3 separate regions of the Mus musculus genome follow, and regions 1 and 2 are each linked to region 3. The links are chromatin contacts, called in public promoter capture Hi-C maps. All regions are on one chromosome and are shown on one strand. Each heading gives the region's core, a stretch centred on a gene start, on an enhancer-like site or on the middle of the called end of the contact. The rest is flanking DNA. Distances are from core to core; before and after follow the strand shown. Region 1 holds the start of Hsd17b14 (hydroxysteroid (17-beta) dehydrogenase 14). Region 2 holds the start of Ruvbl2 (RuvB-like protein 2). Region 3 holds the start of Med25 (mediator complex subunit 25).

What was found. Promoter capture Hi-C pulls out the DNA fragments that hold promoters and counts their contacts. Capture Hi-C pulls out chosen DNA fragments and counts their contacts.
Region 1: a contact with region 3 is called in a promoter capture Hi-C map of pancreatic islet. The contact joins the promoter of Hsd17b14 here to the promoter of Med25 in region 3. A contact is called at or near these places in 2 of 39 promoter capture datasets (liver and neutrophils), 1 of 115 datasets of contacts at active chromatin or transcription factors (large pre-B cells) and 2 of 9 other capture datasets (liver and pancreatic islet).
Region 2: a promoter capture Hi-C map of pre-B cells shows a contact between it and region 3, with 2.4 times the contacts expected there. The contact joins the promoter of Ruvbl2 here to the promoter of Med25 in region 3. A contact is called at or near these places in 4 of 39 promoter capture datasets (frontonasal cranial neural crest, liver, neural stem cells and 1 more), 1 of 484 Hi-C or Micro-C datasets (liver), 4 of 115 datasets of contacts at active chromatin or transcription factors (astrocytes, bone marrow-derived macrophages, differentiating embryonic stem cells and 1 more) and 2 of 9 other capture datasets (liver and macrophages).

Annotation. Positions count from the first base shown.
Region 1 is chr7:45,553,546-45,556,245 of GRCm38.p6, reverse strand. Hsd17b14 (hydroxysteroid (17-beta) dehydrogenase 14) reads right to left here and starts at 1,318. Exons shown (of 9, transcript NM_025330.3): 1 at 1,180-1,318; 2 at 153-191. The coding sequence starts at 1,267. It overlaps Plekha4 (pleckstrin homology domain containing, family A (phosphoinositide binding specific) member 4), which reads right to left. Exons shown (of 20, transcript NM_001381849.1): 19 at 2,565-2,677; 20 at 2,017-2,481. The coding sequence ends at 2,219.
Region 2 is chr7:45,433,073-45,435,772 of GRCm38.p6, reverse strand. It overlaps Ruvbl2 (RuvB-like protein 2), which reads left to right and starts at 1,309. Exons shown (of 15, transcript NM_011304.3): 1 at 1,309-1,521. The coding sequence starts at 1,510. Gys1 (glycogen synthase 1, muscle) reads right to left here and starts at 934. Exons shown (of 16, transcript NM_030678.3): 1 at 603-934. The coding sequence starts at 720.
Region 3 is chr7:44,891,168-44,893,867 of GRCm38.p6, reverse strand. It overlaps Med25 (mediator complex subunit 25), which reads left to right and starts at 1,444. Exons shown (of 18, transcript NM_001331207.1): 1 at 1,444-1,637; 2 at 1,724-1,769; 3 at 1,961-2,085. The coding sequence starts at 1,504.

The DNA.
Region 1 (2,700 bases), core at 69-2,568, 660 kb before region 3:
AGGGCTAGGGAAGAGCCCTGGATGGGAGGGAAGAAAGCCAGGACTTGAATTCCTGGGTCCGAGGAAGCAGAGCTGGGTTCAAGGGAGGAGAGCTAGGCGCGGATCCCTTTCGATGGAGGAGGCAAGGGAGAATCGAACACTGAATCACTCACCATCCTTGTCACAGAAAACCACTTGAGCCCCACTGTCCACTGCCAAAAGAAGAGAACAAGGTTACAAGCCCTGCAGACTTTCCTCACCATCTCTGGTGCCCTCTGCTGGCCACCACCCAGAGCACCTGCCACTCCAGCGGCTCTTGTGACTGGCTTCAGTCCTCTTACAAGAGCAGAATCTTGCAACAAATAACCTTTTTCATTAAGCTGCTGTTGGCCCCCATCCTGGATTCTAGAAAAATCCCAAACCGATAGGCAATAATACTCTCAAAGCTATCATTTGCAGCTAGGAACCGATCCAGGGAAGATTTTTTTTTTTATTTTTATATTTTTGAGACAGAGTTGCTCTGTATGGTCCTGGCTGTTCTGAGCTCACTCTGTAGATCAGGCTGGCCTAAAATTCAAGAGATTCGCCTGCCTCTGCCTCCCAAGTGCTGGGATTAAAGGTATATGCCACCACTGCCAGGCCAGTGGAAGAACTTTTTTTTTTTTTTAAGATTTATTTATTTATTATATGTAAGTACACTGTAGCTGTCTTCAGACACTCCAGAAATGCCAGATCTCATTACAGATGGTTGTGAGCCATCATGTGGTTGCCGGGAATTGAACTCAGGACCTTCAGAAGAGCAGTCAGTGCTCTTAACCGCTGAGCCATCTCTCCAGCCCAAGGAAGAGTTTTTAATGACCAACCTATCAGCAAAGACCCAACAATCCAAATGGACTGAGGGACTGGAGAGATGGCTCAGCAGTTAAGAGCACTGGCTGCTATTCCAAAGGACCCAGGTTCATTTCCCAGTGCCCATATGGCAGCTCACAACTGTTTGTAACTCCAGTTCCAAGGGATCTAATACTCTCAGCCAGATTCAACAACAATGCAGAGGAAAATAAAAATAAACAAATCATTTAAGAACAAATAAATCATTACAGAAATGAACCTGAGTCTCCTCCTCCCACTCTGGGAACCTCTGTCAGTCATCCTTTCTCTCCTACAACAATTCAGACAGCAGGCGGGAAGACCCTTACTCACCGAAGGCTCTCACGATCGCAGCCCCGATGCCCCGGCTGCCTCCAGTCACCACCACCACCTTCCCAGAATATCGGGTTACTGCAGCCATCCCCAGCTGTATCCCACGCCCTCTGGACCTCTTCCCACCTCCACAGTCCAGAGAAGCAGTGGGGTGGAACCAGATATACAGGCTGGGTCACTGAAGGCTGACCTTGGGAGGGGGTGTTTCTAGGAAGGCACACCTGGGAGAACTGAGGACTCTCCTTCCTAGCCCTTCTTTTTCAGTCCCAGGGTACCCAAACTGACAGTCCTCCTTCAGACTCAGGGACCCTCACCCCAGCTCTGCCTCCTCAGACTGACTTCAGCCTTGCTCCCTTTGACTTGTTTTTTTTGTTTTGTTTTGGTTTGGTTTGGTTTGGTTTTTCGAGACAGGGTTTCTCTGTATAGCCCTGGCTGTCTTGGAACTCACTTTGTAGACCAGGCTGGCCTGGAACTCAGAAATCCGCCTGCCTTTGCCTCCCAAGGGCTGGGATTAAAGGCGTGCGCCACTACACCCGGCTTTTTTTCTTTTTTTTTTTTTTTTCCTTTGACTTGTAAGACCAGGGCTACTTCTTCTGGCTTGATTCAGGCTCCAGCCTCCTCCCTCAGACCCATATTGTTTGTTTGTTTGTTTGTTTTTCGAGACAGGGTTTCTCTGTATAGCCCTGGCTGTCCTGGAACTCACTCTGTAGATCAGGCTAGCCTCAAACTCAGAAATCCACCTGTCTCTGCCTCCCAAGTGCTGGGATAAAAGGCGTGTGCCACCACTGCAGATTGGGCCCTTACCCTTGTTTGTCAGAACACAATGTCACAACCACAGAGAGAATAAAAGCTATTTATTGACTAATAGTTCAAAGTTTTCATCCAATTTTGGACAGTGTTGGGAAAATCAATCTTTGACCATAGCGGCCCTGGCCCTCCTAGAATACATGCTGGAATGAACCTCTCCCCTGTGGTCCTGAATGGTCCCACACCTCAAAGTTGTGCTTCCAGCTTGTAGGGCTCAGTATAAAGATGGGAGTCAAAAGCTGGACTGCAGCAGAGTGACTCTGAAGGGCCATGCCCCCTCTTCCTGGGTCAGAGCTGGAGGGGCCTTCCCAGGGTCCCACCTGGCCTCCCATGGGGCCAGGCCTCTCCGGCTGCCTTGGCATGAGAACCCTGTGGTAGCAGAAGTAGCCTTGTGAGGAGCTGGGGACGAGGTGACCTGGGGCAGTTCTTCACTGGGAGGCTGTGGGCTTGGCTGGAGACAGTCTCCCCTGGTATCCAAATTTCTGCCTGGAGAGGCTAAAGGGATAAGGAGCAGTGTTAACTTAATCACGTGACATCCACACTTCCAGGCTTCCTCCCTCAGAGCCTGGGCGCCTCACCTGCCATCAGCCTGTGCCACTGGGAAGCCTCTGTAGCTAGAGCCTGGGAGAGGCTGAGCACTCGCTCCCGGTGGCCTCCAGGTACTGGTGAGCAGGTTGCAGAGTGCCTGGGACTACAGAAAATAAGCCACGGGTG
Region 2 (2,700 bases), core at 60-2,559, 540 kb before region 3:
TTCCAGCTTTCCCAGTCCACAGGGAGGGAGGCACCTCACTACATAGGAAGCCAGGACTTAGGCCCTGGGCTCCTTCAAACTCGACATTCAAGTTCCCAACTCTTTCCCACCTTGTATCTAAGAATTTGAGTCTCCAAGCCCCTCTTGGCTTTACACTGGTTCAGGTCCGCTATGCCCCCTGAAAAATCCATGAATCCCAACCTTTAGGAACACCCCAACTCCACAGTCACGTCCTCTGGACCACAGACCCAAAAGCTCCAGTGTTCCTTGGGCTTAGATGCACTAACTCCTTCCACTTTTAGATCTCAGGTCTCTCGGCCCTCGAAAACCTCCCTTCAAGACCCAGGAATCTTTCTCTGAGTGCCCTCTTCCCTAGATTGCAGAACCTGAAGCCTCCTTCCATCTTAAGAGTAGTCTCTTGTCCCTTCCCCCCAGGGCCTAGGACGCCTACTCCAGCCCCTTCACAAGGACACAGAAGTCACAGGCGCTTTTCCCAGGACCCAAGACTCCTCCACGTAACTCTTTTCCCGTCTGAAACGGAGTTTCGGGGCCCCATCCTCGCCTGCCCTTCTTGGTCAAGGGACCAACGCTGACGTTCTCACCCTTGTTGGCCACCTCCCAGGCCACCTCGAAAAGCACTGCGTTCTCGGGGTCGAATTCATCCTCCCAGTCTTCCAATCCTGGAAGCGAGGACACAGAGAGACTGCGGCTGAGAGGCATGGCTACTGCGGGCAGGGGACTTCGAGCACCAAAACTGGAAACCAGAGAGATCGGCTGGGAACGCAGCAGACTTGGTGACCGGTAGAGTTAGCGGGTGTCCCAGGGGAAGCTTGCAAGGCGCTCCGCTTCCTATTGCACGACCGCACCCCCGCCCCAGAGCGCTCCGACTCAGGTAGGGTGAGCTGAGACACTGAATCGGGCGGGCAGCTGCAGTGAAGCCTCGTGGCCGCCAGGAGGCACTGCCCACCCTGCTGGTCTAGCACGATTGGTCGGCGGCTGGGGGGCGGGGGCTATTGCGTCTACTTATTGGCGGATAGAATCCAGTTTCCTTGGCCAGAGGCTCCTGGGGAGCTGCGGGGGCGGGGCTTGTTTCTACGCAGCATGGAAGTGATTGGTGAACAGAGCTGTCAATCTCAGCTGTAGGCCCAATTTGGTGAGGAAGGTTGGACAGAGAGGGAAGGGATCGTGGAGGACGTGTGGTTGCTACAAAATGTGCTCAGAATTTTGCAATCGGACTTAGCAGTTGCAGGGCGGGGGGGAAGGAGGGGGGAGGAGGCTAGGTAAGAGGAGGAGGAGCAAGAGACGTCAGGAACCCACCCGGGATTCAGAACACCGGCTTTCCAATTTAGCCTCGCGGGCTGGGCGCGGCCTAGTGTACGCCCCCTACAGGAATTTTATATATCTTATGGGCCATAGAGATGACTGGATGACCGGGAGCCTAGAGAGGATAAAGACCGCGCTCCTAGCCGATTTCCGTTTCCGCTGAGGCATTGGCGGTTGGTGTGCATCATGGCAACCGTGGTAAGTGTTGGGTGCATGTGGAGGACCGACAATGACCCTTCTTAGAGAGTCTGAAGGAGGGAGCTGGAGAGGACTCTTGTATCTGAGGGAGGAGTGATAAGGAAGATGCCTGGTTTGACGGAGGAGGTCTGGGGAGTACTCCCGAGTCAGAGGGAGGATGCTGAGGACACCGAGTCTGAGCAATGGATACAGAGGAGAATGCATGTGTCTAAAGGAAGAGAGCAGAGGAGAATGCATGAATCTGACGGAAGGGGGCTGAGGAAGTCGCCAAGGAGGGCTTGGGAGGACACATGGATCTGTGGGAAGTGTTGGGAGGAGAGGATACCAGGGTCTGAGGGAAGCAGGCTGGTGTGTGCACCTTTGTGTTTGAGGTAGGCAGGCTAGAGCCTGAATCCCTAGATCGGAGGGACGATCACAGTGGATGAGGCCTGGTTTGGAGGAGGAGGAGGGCTAGGGAGGGTGCCTGGGCCTAATAGAAGAGGGCTGGACCTGGACTCCTGGATGTGGAGGAAGTGTATTGACCACTGAGGAAGGAGCTTCATTGTGGCTTTAGAAGCTAGTAGAGAAGGCAACAATGTATTCAGAATCCTAGATGTCAGGCATGGTAGTGAAAGCCTGCACTTGGGAGGCAGAGGCAGGTGGATCTCTGTGAGTCTGAGGATAGCCTGGTCTACAGAGCCAGTTCCAGGACAGCCAAGGGTTACACAGAGAAACAACAACAGAAAGAATCCTGGGTCTGATGGAAGAGTCATGTAGACACTCAGATTTCTCTGTGAATGAGTGACTAGCCAGAGCCTGGAGTGACAGAGTCGTGGTTCATCCCACAATGCGTTCTGGAAACTTCGTCTGCCTCTTGATGTAGTCAGTGACCAGTTCCAAAGTCTCATCCCAGTGTCCTGCGAGGTCTGAGACTGGTACCCTGGTCTTCTGGGGAAGATTAGTAAGTGGGAAGTTGTGTTGTGTGCTTGAGAGCACAGGTCACAGGAAAGTGTGTCCGAAGCCAGGAGTGTGACAGTGAGGAAGAGAAATAGAGTCTGGGTTCAGAGCATGGGGTCTTGTCCAGAGACTGTATTTTTCAGAACCTCACCTAGGGCACGTGTCTGTGCCATCGCACAGTTAGTTGAATGTTACAGTGAGCGAATAAAGCCCAGGAAGTGAGACCGGGCATATTGGGCCTGG
Region 3 (2,700 bases), core at 195-2,694:
TCCAGCACTTGGCCGACAGAGACAAGAACATTTTTTGAGTTCACAGCCAACCTGTTTTACAGTGAGCTTCAGGACAGCTAGGGTTACACAGAAAAACTTTGTCTGAAAACAAAACAAAACAAAATTCAACGTGGAAAATTGTAGTTTTGGGGTTAGCATTGGGGTTAAAAAAGCTTGTTCACGCCAATGGTTGGGTGGCGTGTGCCATTAATCCCAGCACTCCAGAGGTAGGGGCAGGCAGATCTCTGAGTTCTGGGAGGCTCCACAAATTTACAGAGCAAGTTCCAGGACAGCCAAGGCTAACACAGAGAAAGCCTGCCTTGGGAGTGGAGGGTGGGGAAGAGATACCAAAAACCAAGGTCTGGGGCAATGTCTCAGTTGCTAACCTGCTTGCAAATGCAAGCAAGTGAGCCAAGTTTGGATGCCTGCCACCTACGTTTTGAAAAATCGCTTGTCTTTTTTTCTTTCTTTTTCTTTTTTTCTTATTTTGTTTTTCGAGACAGGGTTTCTCTGTGCAGCCCTGTCTGTCCTGGAACTCACTCTGTAGACTGATACTGCAACTCAGTCCCACTTGCATCTGCTCTGCACTGGAATTTAAGGCGTGCGCCATCGCGGCTTTGTATCTTTCTACATTAGTACGCTTTATTTAGTAAATTTCTGTCCACACATAAGTTTCCAGGTCATTTTATATTCACTTCGGCTTATGCTGTTAGCTACAATGCTGAGACTCAGTTTTCTCGACTATACCAGACATTACTATTGCACTGTTTATATATATATAGTATTATTATTTTCTTCTTTCTTTTTTTTCTTTTCTTTTTTTCTTTTCTTTCTTTCTCTTTTCTTTTTTTCTTTTTTAATAAGGAATGTATTTTCTTTGATTCTGTTTCTGGCTTCTTTCCCAGAAAACAGAGATTAGGTGTTGCCTAGCAACCTCCACTTAAATTGGAATTCCCTTCTTTCCCAGCAAAAACAACTGCTTCGCTTCCAAGTCCCGGGCAACTTTACAGTGTTGCCTAGCAACGTCGTTTCCAATGATGTGATTGGACCGCTCTCTTTCATCGGTTCCCGGTCAGAAAGAACAGAATTTATTAACTTAATCTCTGTGTGAGACCACAACGGATGGGTACGCGTTGCCTAGCAACCGGATTCCCGACCCTCCCTTTAGCCCGGAGTCGGAAACTAGATTTCGACTCCAAGATGGTGACCGGATGTGCCGTTTTTCGATTTATTTCGTGCTTGATGTTGTGCGCAAAAGTTTGCTCGATTTCAAGAGGCCCTTAAAGGGGCTCGTTGTGCCCATTCTGAGAGTTTCGTGTTGTTGGTATGCCCCAGGGTAGAGATAAAACCACGGCTCGCAAAATGCCCCGCACAAACATGGCCGTATCAGCATCAGCAGAAGCTGCCAGACGTCCGGCGGGGCTGCGCACACCGCGCAAGCGCACTTCTGTTCGTCCCGGGACGGCGACGGCGTCAGCGGCGCTGGCGTCGGCGGCGCGGGGCATGGTCCCCGGATCCGAAGGCCCGGCGCGGGCCGGGGGCCTGGTCGCCGATGTGGTGTTTGTGATCGAGGGGACAGCAAACCTGGGGCCGTACTTCGAGGAGCTCCGCAAGCACTACCTGCTGCCTGCCATAGAGTGAGTGAGCGAGACCTCTCGTCGCCTCCCGCCGCCCTAGCTAACCTAAAGCTCGTGCCGACCCCGCCTTTCCTCCGTCTTTGCAGGTACTTCAACGGGGGACCCCCTGCAGAGACGGACTTTGGGGGAGACGTGAGTGCGCGGCCGAGTCACGGGATGGAAGCCGGTAGACCCCTGTGTCTGAGGGAGGAAAGATGGGGTCCTTAGTCTTGGGTTTGAGAGAAGAAGGGCTCACAGCTTATTTCTAAAATGATCTGAAGTTGGGATGGCCTGTTCCTTGCCAAAGATCTCAGTTGTAAAGTTGTTCTGTCCTTTCTTCCCAGTATGGTGGAACCCAGTACAGCCTTGTGGTGTTCAACACCGTGGACTGCGCTCCAGAGTCCTATGTACAATGTCACGCACCTACCAGCAGTGCCTATGAGTTTGTCACCTGGCTCGATGGCATCAAGTGAGCTTTGCCTCCATTTGGGGCAGGATGGGTACCCCCAAGAAAGACTGTGGGCAGGGTGGCCTGTGATTGAATAGTGCCCCGCACTCAGCAGAACTCAGTGTGGGTCACCACAGTCCCTGTCTGAGTGTCCAGTTACCGTCAGCTTCTTCTTTCTTCCTCTTGTCTGTCTACTCCAGAGGAGTCTGCAGGATGGGTCTGGGCCCTGAGAGCTCCTTACGTGGTTGGGTCACAGTTTACAGTGTAGCCTTTTTTGTTTTTTTTTGTTTTTTTTCGAGACAGGGTTTCTCTGTGTAGCCCTGGCTGTCCTGGAACTCACTCTGTAGACCAGGCTGGCCTCGAACTCAGAAATCCACCTGCCTCTGCCTCCCAAGTGCTGGGATCAGAGGCATGGGCCACCACACCTGGCACAGTGTAGCCTTGAATTGCTGATCTGACTGCTTCTACTTTCTGGTTGCTGGGATTACAGACACCTGCCACCATGACCAGCTTGTAGAGCCAGGCAGCCTAGAGTCATGGCTTCTTCCCAGATAACTCTTTGACTGTCGGGTCCCAGGGTCCTTTGTGCTGCTCGTTTCGTATTTGTTCTCAGTGCTCTTGACTGTCTGTTGCTGT